2 separate regions of the Sus scrofa genome follow, and region 2 is linked to region 1. A link is a contact called in public promoter capture Hi-C data. All regions are on one chromosome and are shown on one strand. Each heading gives the region's core, a stretch centred on a gene start, on an enhancer-like site or on the middle of the called end of the contact. The rest is flanking DNA. Distances are from core to core; before and after follow the strand shown. Region 1 holds the start of SYVN1 (E3 ubiquitin-protein ligase synoviolin). Region 2 holds the start of MAP4K2 (mitogen-activated protein kinase kinase kinase kinase 2).

Evidence for each region. Promoter capture Hi-C pulls out the DNA fragments that hold promoters and counts their contacts.
Region 2: a promoter capture Hi-C map of fetal liver shows a contact between it and region 1, with 2.2 times the contacts expected there. The contact joins the promoter of MAP4K2 here to the promoter of SYVN1 in region 1. A contact is called at or near these places in 1 of 5 promoter capture datasets (fetal liver) and 1 of 2 datasets of contacts at active chromatin or transcription factors (alveolar macrophages).

The regions. Positions count from the first base shown.
Region 1 is chr2:7,053,615-7,060,919 of Sscrofa11.1, reverse strand. It overlaps SYVN1 (E3 ubiquitin-protein ligase synoviolin), which reads right to left and starts at 1,476. Exons shown (of 16, transcript XM_003122541.4): 1 at 1,362-1,476; 2 at 377-525; 3 at 49-141. The coding sequence starts at 508. SPDYC (speedy protein C) reads left to right here and starts at 1,465. Exons shown (of 8, transcript XM_021082865.1): 1 at 1,465-2,066.
Region 2 is chr2:7,360,074-7,366,462 of Sscrofa11.1, reverse strand. It overlaps MAP4K2 (mitogen-activated protein kinase kinase kinase kinase 2), which reads right to left and starts at 1,279. Exons shown (of 32, transcript XM_005660728.2): 1 at 1,080-1,279; 2 at 899-956; 3 at 569-659; 4 at 419-483; 5 at 58-113. The coding sequence starts at 1,175. It overlaps MEN1 (menin), which reads right to left. Exons shown (of 10, transcript XM_003122585.5): 3 at 5,733-5,941; 4 at 5,407-5,535; 5 at 5,069-5,109; 6 at 4,904-4,991; 7 at 4,165-4,301; 8 at 3,640-3,775; 9 at 3,038-3,202; 10 at 1,511-2,817. The coding sequence ends at 2,335.

The sequences.
Region 1 (7,305 bases), core at 227-2,726:
TGCCTGCCCAGCTCTCTGCCCCTCACCTTGGGGCCAGGAACACCTTACCTCCATCTCTGCTGCCCTCAGCTGTCCAAAGAACACCTTGCCCATCACCTTGCCCAAGAGGAAGACAAGGACGAAGGCCTGGATGTACAGGACCTAGGAGTGAGGAGGAGAGGCTATGGTTTGAGCCGGCTTTCTGCTCCGCGCTGCTTGGGGCTCACCATTCAGGAACCTCTCCACACCCCCCATCACTAATTTATTCAAAGCTCCCCCTGCCTGTGGGCTCCCTCGATTTTTCTCCTACTTACCTGAGCTCGAGCCCCACCCCTGGCTCAAGATGACTCCTCCTTCCCTCCCAGAGAGTTCCTCCCTCCTTGAGCCCTGAACTCACGGCCATGCTGGGGCTGGACTTGGTCAAGTACACCACAGTGGGGTAGAACTGGTGCTTGAGGTAGTAGGCGTGAGCCACCACGGCCCCGGTCAGCGCCAGGCTGGCCGCCATCATCACGGCGGTGCGGAACATTGCCCTGGCCTGGGGACCTGCGTGGGAGAGGAAAGGTAAGGTCACAGCTGTGTGATGCCACCCCGTGCAAACCTAGCCCAGCTCCTGAGACGCAGTGTTAACACACCGGGGAAAGAAAAGCCTCATTCCCCCATCATCGCATCGAGAAGAGCCCATGCTCCCCCATTCCACAAGTGGCAAGACTGAGCCTCAAAGGGGTTAAGCGACCACACTGACGCAAGGCCTGGAGCCCGGGTCAGTCTTGTTTCAAAGCTAGGACTCTTTCCACGCTGCCTGCCAAACCGCCGCCTCTAGGGAAGAATGAGGAAAGGCAGCAGCGTCGGAGGAGGGAACTGCTCCCACTGACCCTAAAGTGACGGTGATGGGGTGGGATGCAAACGCAGAAATCTCCAGAAGCGGGAATGGGCGGCCTGGACCGGGAGAGGCCAAGGCGCTGGGGGGCGCCGCCGGGTAGGCGACAGCGTCGGTGACAGCTCTGCCAGGGTGGGCAGCTCCAACGCGCGCCCGGCGGGAGCGGGCGGGGTACGTCAGCCTGGAACCCTGGCGCCCCCCAACCCCCTGGGGAAGTGTCAACTCGGGGCACCGGAGAAACGGCCGACCGCCAGGATGCAGGGGCGGGACGGAGAGGGACCCGGGTCGACCCCGCGGCCGCGCACCTGTAAGCGCCAGGAGCTGCGAGTGTCGCAGGCGGGGCCCAGCCTCTGCGAGCGCGGCCGCGCGGGCAACTATCTCCAGCTGACAGGCCGAAAGCTGGCGGCGGGGCTGAGGGGGCGCGCCGACCCCGGGGACCTCAAGGGGAAAGGTCCAGGCCCCTACTCCAACCACAACCCGGGTCCGACCCCCGCCCACTCACCAGGAGCCCAGCGCCGCGAGCCCGCTCAGTCCCCGCGACTGCGGAGGCGGCTCCGGTTAACAACACTCCCCACCCCCTGCGAGCCGGAACTTCGGGGGTGAGACACCTCACTTCCGGCGGGGCGGGGCGGGGCGGGGCGTGGACCGTACCAAGTGCCCCGGTCCCTTGTGCGCCCTGCTCATTCTCCCTGGTGCCAAGAGCAGTAGTCCCTCCACCCTTCTGGCGTTCGTGCCCACTGTTCGAGTGAAAGATGCGAGAGGTGGTCTGAGCGGAATTAAGGCAACTTGGAGAGGATTAGAGTCTCCCTATTAGTCACAGATGGTATCGTCTTGGCCGCTGAGTGGACTCAACCTAGCGGCGGACTCCGGCTCTCAAAGCGGCTGGAAGGCGGCCCCCCCACTCCTCCGCGCGTTGTGCGGGCCGTACCATTTGGAGGGGGGAGTATGCAAGGGACAGACATACAGGCCTAAGAGAAATAAGATGTCTTAGATACTCATTCCAGGGGGAGTCACAACAAATTGATAAATTAGATGCTTTCTAAGAGAAATGGGTTCAGGAAAAACGACTTGTATCCTCCTTGATCTCCCCCAGTTGTGTGGGAGTGAGTTGGGTCTCCGTGGCTGCTATAGATTGGTCGAAATGGAGTTACGCGGACCAGTAAGAAGAAGAAAGGAAATCGGTTAACCTATGGGAAGAGAAAAGCAGGTGAGCGGTTGCTAGGGGCGGAAGGTAGCGTTGCCTGGGGTTAGATCTTACTCCTGGGAACAGAGAGTAGCGAAGGCGCAGTCGGTGGGCAGGGGTTCAGGGTCTGCCAGACGGAGACAGTTGCTGCACCACGAAAGGGAGAGGTTCCTGGGACCGAGGCGAAAACATCTTTAATTCTGGCTAATCTTGGGATGGGAATGTTCTTTGCAAAGGGATTGACTTCCATGCGGCGTGCTTTGCGATCCTTTCAATCCTGGCCGGTAGCCACAGCTTCCCCAGACTTGGGCTGTGCTCATAGTCTGTGTCTTCTTCAGCCAACCCAGTCGGCTCGTTGACAGAATGGAGCTAATGCACCGCCCACTTTGTGCCTGGAGTTTTCCTCCGTCGTCTCATTTAATCATCAATCATAAGTTTATGAACTAGGTGGTGCTGTCCTCATTTTATACGTGAGACAACGGAGGTTCAGACATTTAAGAAGTACCAGGATTGGCAACGGGTCTGTCTGATTCTAAATTCCCTAACTGGGAGTTGCCGCAGTGGCTCAGGGGAAACGAATCTGACTAGTATCCAGGAGGACGGAGGTTGGATCCCTGACCTCGATCAGTGGGTTAAAGATCATCTGGCGTTGCCCGTGAGCTGGGGTGTAGGTCACAGACGCCGCTGTGGCGCAGGCGCAGGCCGGCAGCTACAGCGCCAACTGGACCCCTAGCCTGGGAACCTCCATATGCTGAAGAAGCAGCCTTAAAAAAAAAAAAAAAAGAAAAAATCCAGAGCTGTTGGATTCTGCTGCTACTATCACCTGTTGACCTGAACTGGCCTGACCAGTTTAGCTTGTAACCTGCCACTGAGTTTGGCTACCCCGTATAGCCATCTGTGACTTTCTAGTGACTACATCTAGGGGCCAACGTTCAGTTTTTGCCTGTCTCAACCTCTCTCTCCCTCTTAAAAGTCTTCTCCCTGAGCTTCTGTTCCCTCCAGCATGCTTCTGCTTTCCCTTCCTTTTATTGAAATGTTGTCCACACTGGCCCCTTCTGTCTCTCTTCTCTTCGTGGTCCTCTCTGGTCTTGTGGTTTCACGCGCGCGCGCACACACACACACACACACACACATCCTGGTTGCTGCTGATTCCCATGTCGGGTCTTTGGCTGGGATCTTGCCTACTTTTAAACAATTCAATGTCCCTAGTCCTCCACACCAGTCCCAGCTCCAGAAACCTGGGCATCACATTCACCTCTCTCTCCATCTGTCACAAGTGTAATTCAGTCGGTTTATTCAGTTGTCTACAAATGTGTATCTTGTGCTGCCTGTTCTAGTAACTTTGGATGTCAGTGAACAAAACAAAGATCTTTGCTTTTGTGAGGTTTCCCCCGGTAGATGTGACGATAAACAGTTCCCATAAGTGCATTATTACCTAATAATGAAAGTTAGATGGTGCAGTAGGGGGAAAGTAGAGCAGAACAAAGGGGACCAAGAATGTGGTGGGGTCCTTGAAGCAGGTGTCAGTGAAACCGCCAGCATTAATGGGCTGAACCTAGCCAAAACCCAGATTGGGACTTAAACCCACAATTTTATTTTTATTTTTATTTTGTCTTTTTTTGGTCTTTTCTAGGGCTACACCCACAGCATATGGAAGTTCTCAGGCTAGGGGTCTAACTGGAGCTGTAGCCGCCGGCCTACACCAGAGCCACAGCAACACGGGATCTGAGCCACGTCTGCGACCTACACCACAGCTCATGGCTACACTGGATCCTTAACCCACTGAGCAAGACCCGCAACCTCATGGTTCCTAGTCGGATTCTTTTCTGCTGCGCCACAATGGGAACTCCCTAAACCTAGAGTTTTAAATCAGTATCATTTACCCGGTGCCTGGACTTACTGAGGTTCAGGATCTTTATGCCTCTGCGTAGAAGGAATTCAGCAAGAGACAAAGTGATAGGCAAGAAATAGATTTATTGAGATAGGATGCTTGTGAGAGATGCAAGCTGGCAGGCAAGAAGGCTCTGCCCTGGGGATTAGGTGAGCTATAGTTTTATCATCCAGGGGGAGTGGGAGTGGGAAAAGACCGCCTCTTGGCTCCTCCCTGTTATCCCATAAGGGAGTATTTGACCCTATAAGGTCAGGCTAGGCCTGTCCTGGTGCTTATTCAAATCAGCAGAAGGGCAGTCCTCAAACTCCTGCCCTAGGTCTCAACCTGAGTGCAGGCCTCACCCCATCCCCCACCCAATGACCTGAGCCATATCTCGAGCCTCCACTAGTCAAGCAAGCCTGCCCTGTTCTGATGGCTTTCTTGAGCAGTTACTAACTTACAGTGATCTCCCCAAATCCCCTAGGTTTCCCGCTCTATCTCTGATCCCTTATTGGGACTTAGGCAACTACCTGTGCCTATTCCATCCCCATCAGCAGCCGCAGTGAGAAAATGACCTTTGACCAAAGAAGTGAAGGAAGTAGTACCTGAGCCAAGTGGGATGTCTGGGTAAAGAGTTGCAGCTAGGGAAGTGTGGACTGGTCCTGGTTTGTTAGAGGAGGTGAGTGTGGCTGGACTAGAAATAGCAAAGAGAGTAGCGTGTGTGTGGAGGCGGCAGGGCCAGATGGTGTTGGCCATTATAGGACTTTAATTTTTACTCTGAATGATATGAGGAGCCATTGGATGGTATTGAGTAGAGATGTCACATGTTCTGTTTAGGTCTAAAAGGGTCCCTCCAGCTCCTGTGTTATAAGATGTAGTGGGATGGGGGGCAAGGGTTGGAGCAGGGAGATCAGCTAGGAGAGTCAAGCAGTAGGGTAGGCAAGATGCGAAGTCCTATTGTGTCTACCTCCTGAGTGTCTCTAGAATTCATTATTTCTCTTCCGTCTTCATCTCCTGGTCCTAGTTCAGACCATCAGTATCTCATGCCTAGGCAACTGCAACAGTCACTCAACCGGCCCCCTTTCCTATACTCTCCTCCCTATTTATTGTCCACATGTTGGCAAGAAAGCTACTCTGAAACTCAATTCATATTTTGTCTCCCTTTCCTAAATTCTGCCCTTCAGGCATATGTCCTGCCCCTGGGGGCCCAAAATGTACCATACATACCATGTCCCAAGTATGACCTTTTTTTTTTTTCTTCTGTCTTTTTGCCATTTCTTGGGCTGCTTCCACGGCATATGGAGGTTCCCAGGCTAGGGGTCTAATCGGAGCTGTAGCTGCCAGCCTACACCAGAGCCACAGCAACAGGGGATCCAAGCCGAGTCTGCAACCTACACCACAGCTCATGGCAATGCCGGATCGTTAACCCACTGAGCAAGGGCAGGGATCGAACCCGCAACCTCATGGTTCCTAGTCGGATTCGTTAACCACTGTGCCACGACGGGAACTCCCAGTATGACCTTTATTTTTGTATTGGTCTTTCATTCTCCATGGATCTCTCTCTCCTCAGTTATCATCACAGTAAACACTGCTCGACCCCCCAGTCGCCCCTTCCATGTGTTTCCACAGCACTTGGTGCTTCTCTGGTCATGGCTCTTGGCAATGGACTTAATTCTCACTTGCAGAGGTCCTGAACTTAAGGATGGAGGCCTGAGTCTTTTTTCCTCACACTGAATATAAGTAGATTTCCAGGCAAAGAATGTTACCAGGATTTAAAAAAAGGCATTTTATTATGATAAAAGGGTCAGTCAATCAAGAAGCTATATAAAAATCCTAAGCATTCATGCACCAAATAACAGAGTTTCAAATTACAAGAAGCAACAACTGGTTGAATTGCAAGGAGAAAGAGGCAAAGCCATAGCAATAGTCAAAGACTTTCAGAATCTTCCTTCATTAATTGATAGAACAATAAGTAGGCGGAAAATTAGCAAGACGATAGTAGACTTGAGCAACACAACTTGACCTTATTGATATTTATAGAACACTTCATCAAACATCAGCAGAGGACTTCCCGTCATGGTGCAGCGGAAATGAATCTGACTAGGAACCATGAGATTGCTGGTTCAATCCCTCGCCTCGCTCAGTGGGTTAAGGATCTGGCTTTGCTGTGAGCTGTGGTGTAGGTCACAGACGTGGCTCAGATCCTGCATTGCTGTGGCTGTGGCGTAGGCTGGTGGCTACAGCTCTGATTGGACCCCTAGCCTGGGAACCTCCTTATGCCATGGGAGGGGCCCTAGAAAAGGCAAAAATACAAAAAAAAAAAAAAAAAAAGAATTTCCAAGAAAACAGGAGTTCCCATTGTGGCGCAGCAGAAACTAATCTGACTAGAAACCATGAGGTTTTGGGTTTGATCCCTGGCCTTGCTCAGTGGGTCAAGGATCTGGTGTTGCCATGAGCTGTAGTGTAGGTCAGCAGATGTAGCTCCAATTGGACCCCTAGCCTCGGAACCTCCATATGCCATGGGTGTGGCCCTAAAAAGCAAAACAAAAAGCAAAACAACACAAAAGACATTCCAAGAAAACAAAAAATATATTAAAACTGACCCCAAATGAAATAGAAAATATGAATGGACCAATGAATATTTCTAAGATGACTGAGTTCTCTCCATCCCTCTTCCAGGGACAATTATTTATCCTTGTGGACAATAACTGGATTCCTACTTGACACCATACACAAAGATCAGTTCTAAGGAAAACTGATTCACTTAAATGTTGATAAGCAAAAAAAAAAAAAAAAAAAAAAAATTTCAGCTGTGCCCATGGCATGTGGAAGTTCCCAGGCCAGGGATCAAACCTGAGTCACAGCAGCTACCCAAGCTGCTGCAATGATGTCACTAGGTCCTTAATCTGCTGAGCCACAAGAGAACTCTGTTTGTTTTTGTTTTGTTTTTGTCTTTTTGCCTTTTCTGGGGCCACTCCTGCGGCATATGGAGGTTCCCAGGCTAGGGCTCCAATCGGAGCTGCAGCTGCCGGCCTACGCCAGAGCCACAGCAACGCAGGATCCGAGCCGCATCTGCAACCTACACCACAGCTCACGGCAACGCCGGATCCTTAACCCACTGAGCAAGGCCAGGGATCGAACCTGCAATCTCATGGTTCCTAGTCGGATTTGTTAACCACTGAGCCACGACGGGAACTCCAACTACAAGAGAACTCTAAAAAGCAAAAATTTTAAACTGTCAGAGGAAAATATAGGGAAATAAGAGGTAGGCAAGTATTTATTTCTTTAAAAAATTTTTTTGGCTGTGCCCATGGCATGCAAAATTTCCTGGGCCGGGGATCAAACCCAAACCACAGCAGTACCTGAGCCACAGTAGTGACAATGCCAGATCCT
Region 2 (6,389 bases), core at 30-2,529, 310 kb before region 1:
GCTCCCTGCCCAGCTCCTGGGGATTGAGGGTGAGAGCAGCTCTAGGGGCCCAGCTACCTTCAGTGCCTCTCGGCAGACATAGGCAATCTGCCGTTCCTCCAGGGGCCCCGTGGCTGAAATGGAAGGGGTAAGGGCTGGCATGGGGGTCCGGGGGACATGCTGCCCCTCCCAGGCTCCACCCTGTGTGGGGAAAGCAGCAGGCACTGCTAGGTGAAAGGAGAGCCGGCCACATCCCCTCCCGGCGTAGGCTGGGATTCAGAGTCCAGAGAAGGACAGTGTTTCTTTCAAGGTCACACAGCCAGTGAGAAATGGACAGGGGCCCAAATCCAGGGCTCCAGCTCTCCCTTCCTGCCCTGTGTTGGGGTAGGGGATGGGGAGAAGGCTGCGGTCCCCTGGGCCCTGGAGTCCTGGCCCTCACCGTGGTAAATCTCCTGCAGGGACCCCCCTCCGCAGAACTCCATGCAGATCCACAAGCGGTCATTCCTGGGGTGACACAGAGCTGGGGTGGGCACTTGGCAGGGCCACGTGGGGGCTGCCTGGGGGCGGGCAAGGGATCAAGCAACCTCACCTAAGGTAGCTGCCAATGTAGGCCACCACATTGGGGTGGCGGCACTCACGCAGGATGGTGATTTCCTGCTGGAGGGAACTGATGTCGTCCCCTGGGAAACATGGGGCTTCGTTAAAGGGGCCGCGTGGGGCTCACCCTAACTCGGCGCCCCCATCTGCAAAATGGGCACAGAGTGCCTCCTCCCTCCAGGCCAGACAGGTGCCGCTGACGGTGCCTCCAGGGCCTGCCTCTCAGGGGGTCTCGGAAATGTCAACTCTCCGCCCCTCACATCGCGCCCGCGCGGCGCGGTGCCCTCCCTCTGGCGCTAAGGGCCTGGCCCCGGGCCCTCACCTGGATCTAGCTTGACTATCTTGACCGCGGCCAGTTCGGACGTGACCGTGTCGCGGGCCTGCAAGGGGCGGAGGGGTGAAGCGGGATGAGGAGGGGGCGGGGCTGGGGGCTGGATCCCGCAGCGGGCGCGGAGTGCGCACCCTCCTCGCCTCTCTCCCGCCAGTCCCGCCGCCCGGCGCACCTTGTAGACGTCGCCATAGGTCCCGGCCCCCACGCGCTGCAGCAGCTCGAAGCGGTCCCGTGGATCCTGCAGCGACACGTTCTGCAGTAGCGCCATGGCCCGGCGCCGGGCAGGCGCGAGCTGCGGAGCGGCGGAGCCGGCGCGGAGCGGCGCGGGGCGGGGCGGGGCGGGGTGGGACCGCCGGGGCGGGCGCCGGTGGCTCCGAGGCCGCGGGGGTGGGGCCGGGGCCCGGGGCGGGGCCAGGCCGGGGATGCCCCGCCGCCCGGCCGGGAGGAGGCGCCCGCGGGAGCGGCCCTCGGCCGCAGGGGGAAGCCAGCCACCGTTTCCTCGCGCTCTGCAGGTGGGGAGCCCGAAGCCCGGAGGGCTAGAAAGCAGAGGAAGGAGGGGGCGCTCCACCCGCAAGTTCCCACATGACACACGGACAAGTTTTGTTTTGTTTTTTTTACAAAATGTATTCATCTTCCTCGCAACTGAAAAATAAATCTATGTACAAAACAGGAAGAGATCAGGCTCCCTTCACCCATTTGCAAACCCGTGCAGATTTCCTCGGGGTCCCCCGAGACGGGCTGGACCTCAGGGAGGTTCCCAAAGGGTCGGATGAGAGGTCTGCTCTGATCTGGGGCCAGTTTGGTCAGGAAGGGGGCGGGGCTCAGGATTCACACAGGCCAGGAGCGTTTCGTGTCCCGGACTCATGGGATAGAGAAGGGAGGAAGCTATGATTTCCAAATTCTGGAAGCGTTGCTTAGGCTTTTTGGCTGTAGGGGGGTTGGATTCCCAAAGGATGGAATTCCGAAGTGCGGAAATGTACTCTAAGGGGCTGAGCGGGGTCCTTGGTTCCCGGACCTGTGCTTCTAGGGTTTAGGATGAAACCTCGGCCCTAGGGGCTGGAAGCAACCTTGAGCCAACACTGGTCAGGCCGAAGGCTAGAGCCTCGGTTCTGAGGTGGAGCCCGAGTTTCCCGCGGTTAGATCTTTAAAGACTGGTGAAGGGCTCAGGGTAAGGTTTCAAATGGCCAGCTGGGATCCTGGGGGATGGGCTCTACATTCCAACGACTGGGCAAAGCCCTCGGTTCGGGCGCTGGGTACAGTCTGTACTCTGGGAACCTGCAGCCTGGGTTCCGGGTAGGGTGGGGCCTGAGGGCGGGGCCTAAGCGCCCTCGGCCGGGGGCGGAGCCCGGGCTCCCTAGGGGGCTGGGGTGGAGCCTCAGCGGATGGAGGGCGGGCTCCCAGTGGGCGGGTGGGGAGGCCCGGCGACTTCAAAGGCCCTTGCGCTGCCGCTTGAGGAAGGAAAGCGTGTAGTCACTAGGTGTAGACACCTTCTGCTTCTTCATCTGCACTTGTGACTGCGCCGTGAGCTGCAGCTTGATGGCGCTCGAATTGATCTTGGTGGCCACGAGCAGCTCCTTCATGCCCTTCATCTTCTCGCTCTGGAAAGTCAGCACCGGACCCTCCGGTGGCGGCGAGGCGGCGGGCGCCGGGGTCGGCGCCGCGCTACCGCCCTCGGGGCCGCGGGCAGTGCCCGAGACCGTCCCTGGGGGCTTCCGGGGGGCTCCCGGCACCGCGCCCTGGCCCGCGCCGGGGCCCTTGTCCAGCGCCGGCTTCTTGGGCGGCGGCGGCTCCTCAGGCTTGGATTCCCGCCGCGGGCCTCGCCGCCGGCCTTCCCGGGCTTCCTCGCCCCACGGCTCCTCCGCTTCGGCCGCCTCCGCCTCGCGGCTCACGATGCGTACCTTCTGCCGCACCTGCGCCGGTGGGGAGGGCAGGCTGAGGAAGAGGCTGCACGCGGGCGGCCGGGCGGCCGGGCGGCCGGAAGCCCAGGACCCGGCCTCGGCCATCCCGTCGTGGGGCCTCGGCCTCACCTGCACCCAAAGGGGATGCAGAGCCCCTTCAGGGTACAAAGGGGCTGGCTCCTCTGCAGCTGCTGTCACCACCTGTCCACCCCCCTGCACAGCTGCCCCTCACCTGTCCCTCAAAACGGCCTAGGGACTGCACGAGGAAGGTGGCCCAGCCCACGTGCAGCACCGGCGTGGGGCTGCCCTCTTCCCATTTGCAGATGCCATCGTAGAATCGCAGCAAGTGGGCGAAGCACTCTGGGTCCTGGAGGGCAGAACCCTGGCTCTGGGTGCCCTGGGGAAGGGGAAAGGGGGGCACCACTCAGACCCACTATTCACCCCTTATCAGAGGGCACAGCCAGGCCTCTCGCCTGGGCAAAGGGCCCTGGCTCTGGCAGATGGGAGCAGAGGTGGAGAATTCCTCGAACCTCCTTCCTTTTATAAAACCGGTCCGTAGCTGGGCCTTGGGGGAAGGGGAAACCGGCCCTTACCTCCATCTCACCCCGCAACTGAATGAGGGGCACTGACCATGAGAGATGGACTTACGCCCCCTACACTTCCTCTAACCCAGGCCCAAGCCCTCGGCCACTGTGTAAGAGAGTGTAGCTCTCTGCCTGCGCTGGGCCACTTTTCTCATGCTGTCCCCAGTCCCGCGCAGCAGCCCCATGTCCTGTGACCGGGAGCCCTGCTCAGGTGGGAAGGTGGACACAGGCTGGAGCGCCAGTCCTTTACCTGGGCCTGCTCCCCTGGCCGCTCCTCGCCAGCCTCCAGCAGGCTGGCGGCCTCCTTCAGCAGGTTGGGGATGACATCATTGGCTACTTCGAAGAATTCCTTGTAGATCTCCTCGTCTTCACGGCAGTAGTTGTAGCTGTGAGAGCAGCAGAGCACTGAGGGGGCTCAGCCATGGTGGGTACCCCCCAGGGACCTGGCAGGGGATGGAGCCCTGGTCTCTTTTCTGGGGTCCTCACCAGCCATGGTGTCTGGCAGCCCAGAGCAAGAGTGAGAAGGGGGGCATGGGGCTGGGCACGCAGGTTCCACAGCTGGGTGATGGTGGTTGGAAATGGGGGGGTGGGGGGGAGGCAGGAGGCCCTCATCAGGCGTCCCTACCTCTTGGGTGACAGGGGCTTTGGCTGCCTAGTGACTGGATGGAGAGGGGACAGGGCTTGGAACCCAGGCCTCACTCCTGGATGTGGGTGGGTGGAAACTGGGTGGAAGGGGAAGAAAGGCCGGGCTGGGGCCCCGTGGGGGGATCCTCACTCCTGGATGACAGTGGCTGTGTCGGCCCAAGCCTGCAGGGCTTCGCGCACATTGCGGTTGCGACAATGGTAGCCAGCCAGGTACATGTAGGGGTAGATGTGCTCGTCCCGGTAGTGGGTCTTGGCTGAGGCAATGCCCTGGGGATAGAGCAGAGTGGCCTCGGCAGGCGGCCCCCAGCTGCCCTGGGCAGCACGCAGGGCCCGTTGGCTCACACCGGGGGGGGGGCAAGAGGAAGATCCTAGAGTCTCATCTCCATGACGACCTCACCCCCGGCCATCCTCTCCACCAGGCGCGCCTCCCGGGTCTGCAGGTCTGCTTGCTGAGGCCTGGGCCAGACAGCAGCAGGGAGGGGCTTGTCTTCCAAGCTCAGGGCCGCCCCTTTCCTGGGCTTTCCCCCACACTCCCACAAAAGCACCAAGGCCTCCCAAGCCCAGCCCAATGTCCCGCCTGCCCCCAGGCCCCACTAAGTTAACACCCCTGCCTCAGTGCTCTCACCACTTGACCCCTGTCATACTCCAGGAAGGACAGCGACAGGCAGTAGAAAAAGGGCTGAGGGGACAAATCCGGGACCTAGCACTCCTAGGCAGGGAACCAGGACACCCCTCGGACAGCCCTGACTGCACGGAGCATGCACAGGGTAAACACGAAACGGGGACTGGAGGGCGATGCTTCTCTCCTCACCTGCTCCCTCCCAGTCCCCAGGTAGAAGGGGACCCCATCCCTCCTGAGAGGTCCCCACCTTGTGGTAGAGGGTGAGTGGGTCTGGCCGGCCAGGAGTGGGCTCCAGCTCCTCCAGATCTGCCAGGTTCCCCAGCGCCATAGGGTACCTGGGAAAGGTTTATGAGTCCAGGTTGCTCCCCAGCCTGCTCCCTGAGGCCCAGCCTGGCCACGTCCCCCTACTGACCTTTCCAGATGTCCCAGGTCATACAGCAGCCAGAGCAGCTTCTAGGGGCCAAAGGAGAGAAGTGTGAGCTGGCAGGAGGGAAGAGGGCGCTCAGTCAACCAGAGAGAGGGGGCTCCAGCACCAGCACGGACCTCCCACCAGGTAGGAAAAACCAGAATTCAGCAACTAGCCCCTCACTGGAGTCAAATCCCTTTGATATCTCAGTTAAACCCCCCCCAACCCCAGGACCCCAGGAAAGTCCAGGGTAGGACTGACTAACCCATGTTAGTTATAGAAGTGGAAGTTGAAGGTCAGGAAGGGAAAGCACCTGGGCCCAGGATCCCACAGGCGCCCCTCACCTGCTGCAGCTGGAGCAGCTCCAGGGAGTCCGTGTGCAGGTCAATGGACGGGTTGATGGCACACACCATAAACGCCACCTCCATTTTGCGGTCACAGCGCATGTACGAGCCTTTCAGGTACAGCCAGCTCTTGGGAAAGGACAAGACCGGGTGTCCCCCAACAGCCCACCTGTGCTTGTTCCAGGGAAGGACAGCCAGGAAAGGGGCCCTCCCCTTCCTGGCATATGCAGGCGGTGACAGAAAGAGAGGAGCGTGGCCCAAGAAAGCAGAGCTCCTGGAGTGGCTTGGGCTAAAGACATGTGAAGGGGACAGGAGAGGGGGCATACCCGCTCGGCCACCCCCGCATTGACCGTCTGGCCCCTGCGATCCTCGTTGCCCTTGCCATGCCACGTGACCTCAGCCGTCTGCTCTCCGTTGGGCCCAAACACGACCCAGGCATGGTCCTCAGACAAGGCCAGGTGAACATCCCGGAGACCCAGGGCCTGGCAGGCCCCCACCACGGCAAAGGCCACACCAGAGCTGTCCAGTTTGGTGCCTGTGGAGGGGAAAATAAGGAAAGAACGTCCTCTGAGCTCTGGCCCGGGGACAAGGGGCCAGGTAGTGACGGGCCAGGCTCCCCCCACCTGCCCTTCCAAACCTGTGCCCAAACCACCGAACTTCCAACCCATCATCGCTCCAACCCTTTCCTCCTCTGCGCTCAGAGCCTTTCTGTTCCCCGCGATGTTCCCCATCCTCAACAGGAGCCCCTACGTCTTCCAGAGTTCCACCCAGCTTTTGACTCGTCTCTTTTCTTTCTCTGCAGCCACAGTATGTATTTCTCCTAATTTGAGGATTTCCTCATTTTATTGCACCTAATTAGGTTGTGACAGGGACGGCCAAAACAGGACACTAGCCAACACTTTTTTTTGTTTGTTTTTGTCTTTTTAGGGCCGCACCCGCGGCATATGGAGGTTCCCAGGCTAGGGGCCAAATCAGAGCTACAG